Regions from separate parts of the Culex pipiens genome. Here region 2 is linked to region 1. A link is a contact called in public Hi-C data. All regions are on one chromosome and are shown on one strand. The core of a region is the stretch at or near the end of the contact, and the rest is flanking DNA. Distances in the headings are between cores, read along the strand shown.

Region 1 (7,710 bases), core at 3,821-6,320:
ACACTTTTCTTGCTTATAGATTTCTTCGTACTGCTAGTAAAATCCACGTGAAGTCGTGAACCTGCTCTGACATCACTCAGGGGTCATCCCTCGCAGGCGGCCATGATTGGAAGTGTCATTAGGCGGGCACGTGTGCGTGTATGCCTGTGTGTTCGTACTGATTAAAGCTGAAAAAGGCCAAAAGGGCATCAATTCATTTGCGATCGGAAACTAAATGGGGAGGTGGAATTGCACAAAAAAAAAGCAAAACTTAATCAAGGAGTGGCTCCACAATGACAGCGAAATGATGGCAGGCTGACATTTCACCCCACTCACACAGACGATGCCAACAATTGCCATCCAAGGGAGAGGGCACCTTAATTGCACGTTACTTTGTCTATTGCGCGCAACAACACAACCACAATCAGAGTAGGCGCCCGGCACCGGTGATCAAGGAAAAGCCAACTTTGTTCCGTGCGCGCGGGACTTTAATTTTCCGGTGTCGCATGCAGGTAATTGCAAAAAATGTGTGTGACTGGCTGTGTGACTTAAGCCATTATCATAAGTGATTGCAGCATGGCGACGAGGTGATTGAATTTTCAATTAAGGTCCAAATGATGGGCAAAGTTTGCGTTGCATCAGCAGTGCATTTTCGTTCGCGAAGCGAAGTACGGTCTAATTTCAGAAACCGCAAACTGCGAGATGAAATGATGACCGTTGCAAAAGAATGTTTGCCTGCTTTTGAGAGACACTGAGACGCAAAAGTGAAAACATGTTGAATCATTCCACATCGAAGCGAAGAACAAGACAAAAAAGCAAGCGCGATATAATGACGATCTTTGCTGAACGAAGCATTACAATTATTTGCAATTAACAATGGACACGGCTAGGTTAGCGATTCTGGGAATTACCTTTTTATTTTGTTTAGCTTGTAGTTTAGTTTGGTAGAATTTCTTTTTGTTTTTTTTTTTGAATTTGAAGATTGAAAATAAGTCTGAATTTATCTTTCATCATGATTTTAGCACCAGATTGCCCACTCATGTCGATAAACACTTTCGTAAACAAATTTGTCATTGAAGCATATGCCGTCGCGCACCGTTCGTTGTATCAGCTGAATCGGAAAACCTCCTCAATACACAGGTCGCGATCTTGCTCTTCTCGTCGCGTCACACGTTGCATGACTCTTGGTCTCAACCTGTCAATCTCACAGCCGCGACAACAATCGGTATAAATCTAAAGTCGTCGCAGAACCTATAATTTGGCGAAGCCCCCCAGAACCTTGACTCCCGCGTCGTCGTCGTGTTTGCTATAAAGCCGGCCATTATGGCGAATGTCGCACCATTGAAAAAGGAAAGCATGCGCGGCGATTTCTACGGGGAAGTGAATTTTCAACAACCGAAACCCACAGCTTATTAACCTTCACCTTGTTCAGCAAGAGGGGGGCTTCATCCAAGCAGGCTATGGATGATTGGTAAGCCGACGAGTCGCATCGCAGCGCGGCCGGCGTTGCCCTTCGCCGGCTACTTTGATTTTGACGGTCAACCGGTTTCGTTGTTATCACAGAGCCGTTTCGGAATCATTGACTTTTTTTCCTCACTCTTTCAAATATTTATTTGTCACACCAGATACACACACACACACTGGATACGAAAATGTAAATTTAAAGATATTGCTAGGAAACGGCGAACGACACCTGTGGTGGTGCCTCACCTTCCCGGTATGCAGATGAAGGAGGTTGAAAATCTGAAATTCAATAACGTTCCGTTCGTAATTGGTCGCCGCTAATCACTGCCCTGTCCTCGTTCTAGCAGGTCACCTTGTACCCGGACCCCATCATCCGATAGCCGGCACTCTTGCTGCCGTGGTTGGTGTTGGGCCGCTGTTGAGCCTGAAAAACGATCACCTCTCCGTGGTGTGACTGAACGCGACGGCTCCCACCACCACCGGAACCAACCGGAACGAGTGCCGAGCGAACCGTTTCCGCCAGCTTCTGCTTGTCACGTTTCTGAAAGAAGATTGACGTTAGTTTTGTGTTCTAATTTGCGTCCTCTCGGCGGTTCTCACCTCCCTCACGAGCTCCTTCTTCGTCTCCAGCAGTGACTTCTTGAGTTCATCCACCAAGCACTCTTGGCTTTTGCTGTCCACCTCCTTGATCCGAATCTCAGCCGAAAGTGCTTTCAGCTTCTTCGTTCTAGCCGTCAGCACCCGTTGCGTTGCACACAGTTGTTCCTTCATCTTCTGGTGCGGCAGCTTCTCCACCACTTCCTTCAGCTCACCGTACATTTTCTCCGATTCCTCGATGGTCTTCTCCTTCTCCTGTACCGTCACCGATTGGTACAGCACTCGGCGCTGCAACGTCTGCACCTTCACGATCAGATCCATCTTTTCCGGATCCTTGCCGGTCAGCTTTCTCCAGCGGTGCACGTTCATCGGTGTCAGCATCTCGTCCTCCAGTGCCCGAGCCTTGACGCGTTCCTGATTCAGCACTCGGTTCAGCTGGAGCACCTCCTGTCGCATGTCCGCCGTATTCGCCAATCCCCTAGCCAGCAAATTCCTCTGCGATCGCAAGTTGCTGATCTCAATCTTGAGCAGTCGGATGTCATCCAGCCGATCGCGATACTGACTCTCGCCCCGATCCAGCGCCATGTTCAGCATGTTTAACTTCTCCGTCATCGCGGTAATCTCCTCGACCTTCTGCGTCAGCTGCACCTTAATCAGATCCTTCTCGTTGATCGATCCGTCCAGCTGCTTCTTCAGCCGCACCATGTTCGCCGCATCCTCCGTCAGCGTCTTGTTCAACCTCGAGTTCTCCATCATCTTCTCCGACAGTTCCGACTTGGTGTGCTGCAGCGTTATCGATATGTTCTGCACCTCCGACTTGAGCGACTGCTTCTCCTTCTCGATCTTGTCGATCGTCTTGTTCGCCTTGAACATTTCCGCCACCTTTGTCGCGTTCTCATCCTTCAGCTGATCGACCGCGTGCACCGACGACTTCAGCCGATCCTTCAGCCCGTCGTTTTCCTTCATACACGTCGCCAGATCCCGCTCGAAGATGTTCCGCTCGCTGCGCGTCAGCTCCAGCGAGTTCTGGCACTGGAACAGTCGCGATTCCGTTTCCTTCAGCTTCTCGCGCAGCTCCACGATCTGGTTCTGCTTGTACAGCAGGTCATCGTTCATCTGTTCCAGCTTGTCCGACAGGTTCTGCACCTCCTCCGCGTTGCGGTCGCGATCCTTCTCGATCTTCATCATCACCATGCTCTGCTTCTGCGTTGCCGCCATGTGACCCTTGATTTCGTTCTCCAGCGTTTTTTGCTGCTTCTCCAGCAGAATGATCTGCTCCTGCAGATCGGAGATTGTCTCTGCAGAAATAGGAAGCCATTAGCACTTTACCTTCTACGGTTTTGATACTCACTGTTGGTTTTGGCAAGATCCTTCCGGGCAAGATCCCGCTCGCGAAGCACCGCATCGACTTGCTTCTTGGAAGCATCGAACGCCTTCTTGGAAACATCTCGCTCCTTCTCGAAGGTGACGATTACGGTCCTGTCAATGAAAACGTGTTAATTTCAGTGAATGCCGAAATTGTTCTCCGACTCACTTCAACTTGGACACCTCCTGATCCACGGTACACTTTGACGTCTCGATCGTCAGTATTTTCTTCTGCAGCAGTTCCTTGCTCTTGGTCAGCTTGGCGTTCTCCAGCCGGAACTTGTTGTTCTCGTCCTCCTTCAGCTTCAGGATGTTCACCTTGGTGTTGAGCTCGTTGGTGACCTTTTCCTTCAGCTGGACCATGTTTTCAAAGTCACCCTGCGCCTTCGCCAGCTTCACCTGCAGCAGGTTGTTGCTCGTGGTGAGCCGTTCCAGCGTGGTTCGGATCGCGGCCATCTGCATGTTCTGCTGCACGGTCGTCTTGTGGCTGGCTTCCGCTTGCGCCTTGAAGTGTTTCGCTTCATCGGTTTTGATCGCCAGCTCGGACGTCACCTCCGCGTGCTGAATCTGCAGGTTCTCCAGCATGCGCTTGTCGCGGAACGCCTCGTTCGAGGTCTCGTCCAGCACCTTGTACAGTTCCTTGACCTTGGTCTCGGTGTCGTTGCACTTGTTCTCCAGTTCTTCGATGTAGACGCGTTGGGTGTGAAGCCGCCGATTGAGTTCTTCAACTTCGGCGAACAGTCGGTCACGTTCCCGAAGGATGCTCTCCTTGTGCTTGCCCATCGCAGCTCCAACCCTGTAAGAATCAACTTTTCAGCTTCTCCGTTTTACCCTGGCTCGCCCGTACTCACTCGTCATCCTTGTCCCCGTGGCGGTCCGAGTCCGAGGAGAGCTTCTCCAGCTTTTCGCGCATCTGGTTCATCGTCTCCTGGGCCGCCTGCTCCCTCGTTTGGGCCGCATCGGCCCGCTTCCAGGCGCTCTCGATTTCCGCCCGCAGCGTCTGGATGGTGTCCTGGTCGCGCTGGGAGATGGCCAGCGCTTGGCCCACTCGGCCAGCGGCCGCCGCAACTTCGTCCTGCATTTTGGCGATTTTGTCCTGCTCGTCGAGCAGCTGCTGCCTCAGTTGCTGGCTGGTGAGCAACAACTTCTGAAAGTCCTCCGCCAGCGCATACTGCTGGTTGCCCTGCAGGTCTTTCACCGTCTGCGAAAAGGGGAATTCCAGGACAGGTCAAAATGTAGGCAACCCAAAAATAAAGATGGAACCAGGCCAGGTCACTCACCAGGTTCGCCTTGGCACACATCTCCTCGAAGAAGTCATCGGTGATATCCTTCGGAATGAGGTCATCCTCGAAGGTGGACTCCGGGGCCTGCGAATCCTCGCCACTCTCCTCGATCTGGTCCATCGCTACGAGACTTCCCGGAAACCACTGCAAATCTTCAACCTCTCAAAAGATTCGGAATTTTTGTGGAAAATTTTCTCAGTAATTTATCCGCTCCAAACAACCCGCGCTAGACTTCCATGGGAACCGGGGTGCGCGCCAACGGCGACGGAATTGGGACCAAGTGACGCAACAGGTTGCTGTTGGAGGAGTTTGGGATTGTTTTCAGGTTTTTCGTGCCTGTCAACGGCATGCAGCTGTCGTCACATTGACACGGGTGGGACACGTGACCTACTTGGATACATTTGGGTTTTTTATGTATTTTAGGTTTGTTTTCAGATGGAATTTCCCAACAAAACCTAATTAAATAACTATCGTGAAGTTTAATAAGTATTATTTAAGAATTACAGTGAGTGGAGAGTTATGATCAAATCATTTTTTTGCTACACGGAAAAAAAAGTGTTCCGGAAATCATGCAAATCGTACCATGAAATCGTGAATAACGCGATGTTTGCTTTACGAATTTTTGAACTATGCATATTGGGCACGAATTATCCAGGAATCATGAATAAATATGCATGACTTTCCATGGCCGATTTCACTCGTAAACGTGAATAATGTTCATGATTTCATGAAATAGATGCATGTAGGCGTGAAAAATATTCACGATTTTATGAATAAAAATTCATGATTACGATCGAAAAAATATACATCGTGAATAAAAAATCATGATTTCATGCATAAAATTCATGAAATCATGAATTTTTATGCATGAATTCGTGCACAGAATTCATGAGTTCTGGAATATTTTTTATGATTTATTTTTGAAGGCGTAAAAAAATTCGTGAAATCATGTATAAACTTCATGAAATCATGCATAAATTTCATGAATTCGTGATTTTTTTTTATGAAATCATGAATTTAATTCACGTTTACGAGTGTATTCGGGCATGTCTAATCATGCATATTTATTCACGGCTCCTGGTTTATTCGTGCCCAATATGCATAGTTCAAAAATTCGTAAAGTAAAACTCATAATATTCACGATTTCATGGTACGATTTTCACAATTTCCGGATTACTTTTTCTGTACATTTACCATATCGTTCCACTGGGTGCAAATATCGGAATTGACAAGGAACCCTGTTTTGTGAAAAAACGGAGGACATTTTATGTGATGCCAATGTACTCTGGCCCCACCTGGCCACTATGGAACCGGTCACCGGTTACCGGTGGTCACTGGGGACATTTCGGAATGTGCAAGGAACCCTGTATTGTGACATATCAAAATTCATGAAATTTCAAACTGTGGCCATTGCATATGATGCCAATGTACTCTGGCCCCACCTGGCCACTATGGAACCGGTCACCGGTTACCGGTGGTCACTGGGGACATTTCGGAATGTGCAAGGAACCCTGCAATGTGACATATCAAAATTCATGAAATTTCAAACTGTGGCCATTGCATGTGATGCCAATGTACTCTGGCCCCACCTGGCCACTATGGAACCGGTCACCGGTTACCGGTGGTCACTGGGGACATTTCGGAATGTGCAAGGAACCCTGTATTGTGACATATCAAAATTCATGAAATTTAAAACTGTGGCCATTGTATGTGATGCCAATGTATTCTGGCCCCACTTGGCCACTTTGGAACCGGTCACCGGTTACCGGTGGTCACTGGGGACATTTCGGAATGTGCAAGGAACCCTGTATTGTGACATATCAAAATTCATGAAATTTAAAACTGTGGCCATTGTATGTGATGCCAATGTACTCTGGCTCCATCTGGCCACCTTGGAACCGATTACCGGTCACTGCAGAAGAATTCTAAATTTACAAAGGTCCCAGTTATGTGATGTTCAAAAATGCCTTAAATAAATGAAAAATACAATCATAACTTTAGTAAAACCAACATTCAAAACTTGACATGAGCATTTCGGAAAAGTTAATTGGGTACCGATCGTTAAAATATTTGAAATTCGCAAAATACATAAAATAAATAAAATGCTCAAAATACTTAAAATACTTTTATGTATACTTTATTACAGAGTTTTTAAGCCAAAACTGGTTCAACTCTTTACTTAAAATAATTAAAATACTTAAAATACTTAAAATACTTAAAATACTTAAAATACTTAAAATACTGAAAATACTTAAAATACTTAAAATACTTAAAATACTTAAAATACTTAAAATACTTAAAAAACTTAAAATCCTTAAAATACTTTAAATACTTAAAATACTTAAAATACATAAAATACATAAAATACTTAAAATACTTAAAATACTTAAAAGACTTAAAATACTTAAAATACTTAAAATACTTAAAATACTTCAAAAAATCAAACCATCCACATTAACGACCCCCGGGTCTTTTGTGGTCTCTATTGCAAGTTTCTGCTCGAACCTAGGAGTCCGAAGGCTTGAATGGGGAGAGCACCCAAACCTCTTTTTACTCCAAGGAACCTTCCAACCCCGGTGTTTGAACTGACGACCTTTGGATTGCGAGTCCAACCGCCGCCAGCGATTCCACCGGAGTAGGTTTGGTTTGGTTTGTTGTTTGTACTTATGGCATGGAGACGACTCCTACACCTGGAATGACTTAACGGCCTAAAAACCAAGGCCGGGACCGACATTTTACTTCCTCATCCGATGGAAGGTTGCAGCAGATGGTAATCGAACCCAGAATCATCCGCTTACAAAGCGGACAGCGTAACCATTCGGCCACGCACTGCCACTTAAAATACTTAAAATACTTAAAATACTTAAAATACTTAAAATACTTAAAATACTTAAAATACTTAAAATACTTAAAATACTTAAAATACTTAAAATACTTAAAATACTTAAAATACTTAAAATACTTAAAATACTTAAAATACTTAAAATACTTAAAATACTTAAAATACTTAAAATAATTAAAA
Region 2 (7,710 bases), core at 2,204-4,703, 190 kb after region 1:
CGCTTTGTGTCGGTGCACATAATCTTATGCTTTGTAAATTTCATCTTGGAAGACGTATACAATTCCAAAAAATGGGGCAAGCTGCTACAAAGTGCCCCTAACATTGACTGGGAGCGAGGAACATGTCCTCAAACTTACCATAGTTTTGCTTCCCTGCGTTCACCGCAACCGCTGTGCCCAGAAGGCACAGCTCTACCACAGCGCACCACATTGAACGCACCCACCACACGCACACTCTTTCGACTTAGGACTTTAGCACGTAAGCACAACCCTGCTGCTGCTGCTTCGGAGTGGTGAACCTAATCCGTCCCTCTTCCCCGAACACCCCTTTCTCACCCTCGTACTCTATTTCGGTTCATTGTTTATGTGACCAAACTTAATTTGCTCAATTTTAAGACGTAATTAACGCCTCCGACTTTCGAGTTGGTCCACATTGACCGCACACTGCACGAACAAGCACAATAGAAAAACCTTAAAGTGTGCCAGCCCTCGTTCTCGCGAAAGTGACGGAACGAAACAAACACACACACATGTATCAGAAGAAACAAAAGCAAACCAATAGTTTTCAAACGAAAGGAAAGAAAAATCGAAGAAAACAATGATTGAACTGTGATTATAACTTTTTTTTTTCTTTTTTTTATATACGAATAATACCTGTTAGACCATTTTATACGCTAACAACGAAGAGGAATGACCCCTTTTCTGCGCGTGTAGGGAAAGATTTATAATATTACGCGGAAGGATGAAGGAGAAGAAAGAAAAAAAAAACCATAGACTTAAACAGTGTAAAACAAGCAATGAGGATTTTGTAATTTTTGTTCTTGGTGACATTTTCCGCCGAGTGTACGCGGAGGAGCAGGATGAAAACAATTTCATTAGATTTTGTTGTTTTGTGTAAAAAATGTAGGAATTTAATGTTACAAGCGGCGGAGAAACATCACCATCAGAACCATCAAACATGCATGGCATATGTAATCTAGTTTTTATATTTTGTGAAGGGTTTAATGAAAGTGAAAAGATACAAAAAAAAATCGCAAAAATAAGCAATCCATCCATAGCTGTAATTTGTTACTGTCCCGCCCCTCCTCCTCCGTCTCACTTTTCCCCTCCTGTCTAATGCAGTGTCGTGGAACCTGTCTAACCTGATTATTTGCTACGCAAGTCCTGGCTTTGGGCTGCGCCGCAAGTGTTGCTAACCTTAATATATAAACTAGGCGGTTTTATGACAGTGGACTTGATTTATATTTTGTTTTTGAAAATTTAGGGCAAAAACTGACACACACAAAAACATAACTGGAACGTTATTGACGAACGGACAACTTTAGGCGAAAGGGAGTAAGAAAACGACACATTTTGTAAGAAGGATCGTGAATAAAGTAAACATAAAAATTAAAGTGGTGCCTGGTGTTGTTAAATATTTCTGATGACAGTTTCCCTTTTAAAATGAGGAACGTTTGCCTTCGCTACAGCAATCCGATTTTGACTTTTGGTTTACTTGCATTTGCGTAGCGTGCGCGTTTGCTTGACATTCTACCGAAATCCCGATCACTTCCATCACGACTGCATTCAAACGAATGCTGTCACCACGCAGCAACGCACTAGCGAGAAAGGGAGAACTAAGAAGGAATAAAAACATGCGGCTTCGGATCGGGCGGCTGCTTGAGTGTTGAGCTCGGTTTAATTCGTTTCAACTTCGTGTGCGTTCACTGACGGTCACTTCGTAATGACGATCAGGCGCTGTGAGTGTACATTCAAGTTTCGTTGGCGATGATGAATACTGACTGAAAGCACTTTCAAATGTCTGATCATCACAATAAGTGATTACTTTTAAAGACCTCAGTACAATTAATTGCGATTGAACACAGTTTAGAGTGTTGATGTACAGCACGCAGAAAAATAAGGCATATTTGAATCAACAAAATGTTTTGTTGATTTGAAATCAAGATTTTTGTTGAATCAACGCTAAACGTCAAAGCAACTTTTTCAAAACAACAAAAGATTTTTGTAGAATTGAGAAAATCATGGTTTGTTTCAACGCAAAATCGGCGTTAATTATATTCAACAAAAAATTTGTTGAATCAAACCTCGTACAGGCTGATTCTACAAAATATTTTTCTGCGTGAGTGAGTAGATTTGACAGTTCACGCGAGAACGTGAAATAAGACAAAGACACGATCAGAATGTGTACGATCGAGAAAGGAACAGATGAAGCTGTTAGATTTATTGAGATGTATGAAAATGTTACAACACTAAGTTTCTAAATTTCCGCACTCAACACACGGCATCGCCGTACGTCGACTGATCGAGCACGGTTCGGCTTGAGCAGAACAAATCTGCCACGATCACCCGCGAGTGAAAGGAAATGATGCGCAGATCTCCAACCGGCGAAACCTGCAGCGAATTGGCCAGTGCGTCCGTGCTCCGCACTCCCAGCAGTGGATGGCTCGGTCCCACCGGACTCCGTAGCTCGCCGGTAATTGGGTTGTACGGGTTACAGCGAGCTCGCGCCAAAATGCACGATGTCGCGTTGACGTAGAACCCGACCCGCTGGGACTCAATGTTCAGGTCCTTGTTGTTGAGCGTCTGCAAGATGCACTGGTTGATCAGCGAGTTGGCGTTGGTACGCCGTACGCACTGGACAAACTCGCAGTAGCCGGTGAAGCAGTTGGTCCCGAGGGTCGGTGCCGTCGTCGGACGCATTCCGGTGGTGATGGCCTGGGAAAAAAAAACAACGTAAAGAAATGTTCCAAAGTCTACACCCCTCTAACTATCCACCGCCAACCCAGCTGCGCAAAGGGCGTAGCTACCGTTCATCAGGTACAACGTGGCGCACTGACTGATGGCCAGCAGCTGGGTTTGACCCGCCGGGAGTACTCCGGCCCGGAAGAAGCACCCGTAGCACGCGTCCCGCGACGTTATCGACATGGTCTGGGTGGCGTTGCACAGCAGGTTGAACAGCGATAGGAGTTTGTTGTTGTTGGCGGCGCAGACGGGACTCTCGTCAGACCATGGCGTGATGTACTTTAGCCCGTTGACGGTGGCGGCTACGATCAGAAGGGTCATGGCAAGTTTTTTGAGGAGCGCCATTTTGGGTGAGGTGTGACCACTGGGAGGTTCAACGATCGACTGGTGGCTTGCGTTGGACGCAAGTCAGAATGGGATGATTGCCATCGTTATTAAATTAACCGGTCAGTCATTCTGGCGTAGGTGACAATGAGGTAACGAAAGCATCCGGAAGTGCTGAGTTATGCTGCGACAGGTGCTGATAATAATGGGTTGCGTTCGACACGCTGTTATGATTTCACTTTCACTCTTGTAGTCTCGGTGTGATGTTACGTGAGAAAAGAGTGATTTATTAGGCGAACATAAACTGATTCATTGTGAAAAAATTCAAATGTATTCAAAAATATGAACTAACTCACAATGTTCAATTGATTGAAAAATGTCAGTAGGAATTAACAAGCAAGAACCGAATACTTGATCTGTCAGACTTAAGAGAATTTTCTCTATTATTTCATTGGTATCAAAGATTAAATTTGGTGTTATCCTGATCTTGATGAAAATAGATCAATTTTTTGCTAAATATTCAAGTTTATGCTATTGCGCCTACTCACCATTATTGATCTAATGATTTCAATAATGATATTGATTTTTGTCAATGCTTTCATCACGGGATTATTTGGGACGAAATTCTTAGGATTTTTCTGAAACCGAAAAATCTTGAATCTCGGTTTTCCCGGAAGTAATAAAATAAATGCAGGAGTCAGGATATTAAGATTTTTTCTGAAAACAGTGGAACAATTGAATATTTACTAATCAACAGGATTTTAAAATTTTATTGAGCATTAGATTGGCTTAGGGGAGAGTGGGGAGACTTGATCCCCGGGGAGACTTGATCCCAAGCCTGTATCTCGTCAGCATGTGGGTAAAACAATTAGCTTTGTTCTAGAAAGTTGTTGTTACGTTTTTTAATAATTTTTAAATTCGTAATAATTTGGGTTTTGAAGTGATCAACCCCCGGTGGTTGGTCACTTTTTCGTTTGACACTTTTTTAAGTTTGTACCCCGTTGGTTGGTCAAAGTCAAACTAAAAAGTGACGAACTGTCACTTTTTACATGGCGTTCTCGCACACTATCAAAACAAACGTTTGGTAGAGTGTGTGAACTCCGTGTAAGAGAGGTGTCAAACTAAAAAAAGACCCCGTTCGTTTGACAACAGATGGTGTCATACCATCGGGGTTGGAGTGTATTGTTATTCTTCTTTTGTTAACGACATTTGGGGTGAATCTGGACGAATATAACGAATGGAGCACCCTATTCGAGTGGTAGAAATGACAGTGGTCCCATAAGGGACCATCCACAAACCACATGAACACTTTTTTGGAATTCTCTTGTCTGATCACGCCTTCCGTCGGATGGGGAAGTAAATGTTGGCCCGGACTAAGCTAAAGGTTAGGTTGTTAGCTCAGTCCGGGTGTAGGAGTCGTCTCCCTGGGTCCTGCCTCGGTGGAGTCGCTGGTAGGCAGTTGGACTTACAATCCAAAGGTCGTCAGTTCGAATCCCGGGGTGGATGAAGGCTTAGGTGTAAAAAGCCTTCGAACACCTAGTTTCGAGTAAGAGTCTCGCAATCGAAAACGCCAAGGCAGCGAATAATTTGATTCGATAATTTAATTGGTCAGGAGTAAAAAAGACGATGACAGGCCCGAAGCCAAGGGGTGGGCGAAGTGCGAAGCATTCAGCGAAAACTGTATCATCAACAGACCCAAAATGATTCAAAACAAGTCACTTCAGCAACAACAAATATGTCACGCTTGAGCTTGAAAGAAGCCTTCACGTTACGCATTCTGTCTTTTAAGCACCAAGATAAGCACTTATATGCAAAAGACCTTGTGTTACGCGTCACGAGGGGGGGGGGGGGTAATGAACGCTCCCATAGAAGGATTAGCGCTCATGGGGGAAGACACTTTCAAGATTTTTATCATGAATGACATCTCCGCAACGGATTGATTGAAATTTGTTTACTTCGCTAGTTCCACTAGTCACCACCTGCTAGGCAAATGACGCTATTCTTACCTTGCATGCGCTGTTTTCATATCTGTCCATTCCCTCGTTTCTTGTTTTGTTTTGATTATGTTGCTTTCTGGACGACTTGTTGATGCTAGTTACACCAAATAAAATTTATATTTTCGTTTTACCAAAAAATCATCAATTTCCTATTTTATTTGAATTTGTACAGTCATATCAACATTCAAGTTGATTCAGTAATTTCATTGAAATTCATCTAAATTAAAACACATATTTTATGGTGTCAAAACATGCCTCCCCTCAATATGAGGGGTGGGACACGAAGTAAACAGCTGATGAAAACGTAAACATTCCACCAGCACATGCGCACACACATTCGGCTTCGAAACGTCATTTGTCATAACAAACAAACAAAAAAGGAATAATTCGAAAACATTCAATGATGCGTCATCATCAGCTGTCACGCCCGCCCGTCATTGAATGTTATCATTCAGATAGATACTTTCTCGTTTTGCAAGGTGTAACAGTGGCAAAACATTAGTCATTGAGGCGTTTCTATTTTCTCGGTGTGGGTTATTGTAGTTTGTGCCGCGTAGTGGCGTCACACTTGACTATTGTGGTTTGATTGTAATTGGGGGTTGTCCAGCCCCAACCGTTGAAAGTGACCATCGAAATGGACAAGTTGTCGGTGTTTAGCAGCTTGCAGAAATCGATCGATACTCTCAAGGCAACGGGATGCAGGTGAGAAAAAATTAGTTGATTAAGGGTTGGCAATTGTTAATTTCGGCATATTCCGCTTTAGTTCCAAGGAGAAAATTCACCACTTTGGGTTGATCAGCGAGTCGATCGTGTCGGTGAGGTCGGGCGTTGGAAGTGCCAACTTCCAGAACCACCTCAGTTCGGCTGTCGAATGTTTGCTGGCGTTTTGTGAGGAGTCGGACTCGGGGGTTCGGATGAGTGCGGAAGAGAACTTGAACAAGATTGTTCGATTTTGCGAGGGGAACGGAAGTATCGTTCGGGTTCAGATTGATTTGTACCACGAGATAAAAAAGAACGGTAATGAGCGATCGCTGCGAATCAGTTTGGCCCTGTTTGGCCATTACTGCGGAGCTATCAAGCAGCGAAAGGGTAAAACTTTCGCGCAGAATCTACTGCCGAGTATTTACGCGATTTCGAAACGATCCGAGACTCAGGTTCTAGAGAGTTTGAGCACCTTTTTAAAGGTGTTCACCGAACGTTTGGAATGCTACATGACCGATGGAGAAGTGCTGAAGATGACGGAAGTTTTCGTCGAGGATCTGGCAGCCGAGTGTGCCACCAAGCGACGTTGTGCCGCGCAGAACATCGATTACTTCATAGCGGGGTCACGGTGTCCGGAAATATACGCCAACAATGCGTTCAACCGATGCATCGAGATGCTGCTGAAGAACCAAGGACAGAACGCGGCTCTTGGAGTGCTAGCTTGCTTTCGAGGAATTCTGCCGCTGGTACTGAAGCACTCCAGCGTAGAAAAGTCCATCGAAACGCTCGATTTGGTACTCCACTTCTTGAAGGACGGATCTCACAGCGTAATCAACGCAGCCCTCGAGGTCATCAGTGTAATCTTCGGCAATCTACCAGCTGCGGTCAAACAAGTCCTGCTATCCCAAGACGTAGATCACCGAAAGTTCCTGCTGAAGCGCAAAACCCTTAAAAACTCCGTTTTCAAAATCAACCTCAGCGAAAGCATGCTCAGCTCTCGCAAGTCCAGCACCGACGCCCGTATGGACTCCCTGAACCCACGTCACGCCGGAATGTCCTTCCTGCAGGTCAGCTCGACCCCTACAAAGTTCACTCCCGGCGACGACAAATCGCTCGCGTCCGCGTCCGACTTCGAGCTAGACTCGTTCCGCAGCATGGAGTTCGACAACTCGTCCAACTTCAGCCCGGAAAAGGACCCGCGATCCCCGCGATCCACCCAGCCTCCGGACACGATATCGCTGAAAAGTCAAAAATCAACCGATTCCATCGGTTCCTTCATCAACACATTCCTCACCACGAGCACTAGCGCCGGCGAATCGGTTACCAAGTTCTTTCGCAAGTCGTTTGATTCGCCGGTGGCATCGGCTTCGGCGCACCTTCCGTTGGCGGACCAGCACGACGACCTGTCGCTGGAATCGCTGGCCAGCAGCCAGATCTCGATGCAGAGCAGCACGGCGGACACGATCCGGAACGAGCTGCTGCTGGAGGTGGACGACCGTACGGAAACGGTCAGCGAAACGCTCCAGGAGGCGGCAAGGGAGGACGAAGACGAGGACGTGACGGAAGCGGACGAGGTGCGGGCGGAAACGCCGACGACGGCTTCCATTGCGGGGTAAGTTTTGTACGCAGTGTACGCACTTGGTAAGGAACCGGCCATGGAAAGTTTCACCTGGGCAGCAGCGGTAGTGAAGCCAAGCCAAAGAGTGTGAAGAAAAGCCTCAAGAAATCGTTCCTTCTCCTTTGTTCTGCTGTTCGTAAAGCGCCTTTCCATTGGAACTGCGTATCGGCCACCAAACCGAAGTGCGCATCACTACTGCTGCGCAAAAAAAAAAAACTGTGGCGCCGAACAGAAATGTAGTGGTTTGTCGTTAGCGTGTACATCAGCCTGTGGCGCAACAGGCTTTGACAGGTTGCGCTCGTATTTTGATTTTTGTCTGCTTTGGGA

The links. Hi-C and Micro-C count contacts between places; a contact is called where the count stands out from the background.
Region 2: a Hi-C map of whole body shows a contact between it and region 1, with 5 times the contacts expected there. The contact joins the promoter of LOC120432524 here to the promoter of LOC120417207 in region 1. A contact is called at or near these places in 3 of 3 Hi-C or Micro-C datasets (embryo, whole body and whole pupa).

The regions. Positions count from the first base shown.
Region 1 is chr1:111,407,835-111,415,544 of TS_CPP_V2, forward strand. It overlaps LOC120417207 (cilia- and flagella-associated protein 58), which reads right to left and starts at 5,071. Exons shown (of 6, transcript XM_039579173.2): 1 at 4,686-5,071; 2 at 4,257-4,606; 3 at 3,575-4,201; 4 at 3,392-3,519; 5 at 2,044-3,338; 6 at 1,555-1,984. The coding sequence starts at 4,808. The coding sequence ends at 1,784.
Region 2 is chr1:111,599,410-111,607,119 of TS_CPP_V2, forward strand. LOC120432524 reads right to left here and starts at 3,454. Exons shown (of 2, transcript XM_039597742.2): 1 at 2,776-3,454; 2 at 2,206-2,715. The coding sequence starts at 3,087. The coding sequence ends at 2,272. It overlaps LOC120432523 (ABC transporter G family member 23), which reads left to right. Exons shown (of 11, transcript XM_052706506.1): 11 at 1-1,394. LOC120432522 (huntingtin) reads left to right here and starts at 5,490. Exons shown (of 11, transcript XM_052706505.1): 1 at 5,490-5,765; 2 at 5,827-7,377. The coding sequence starts at 5,698.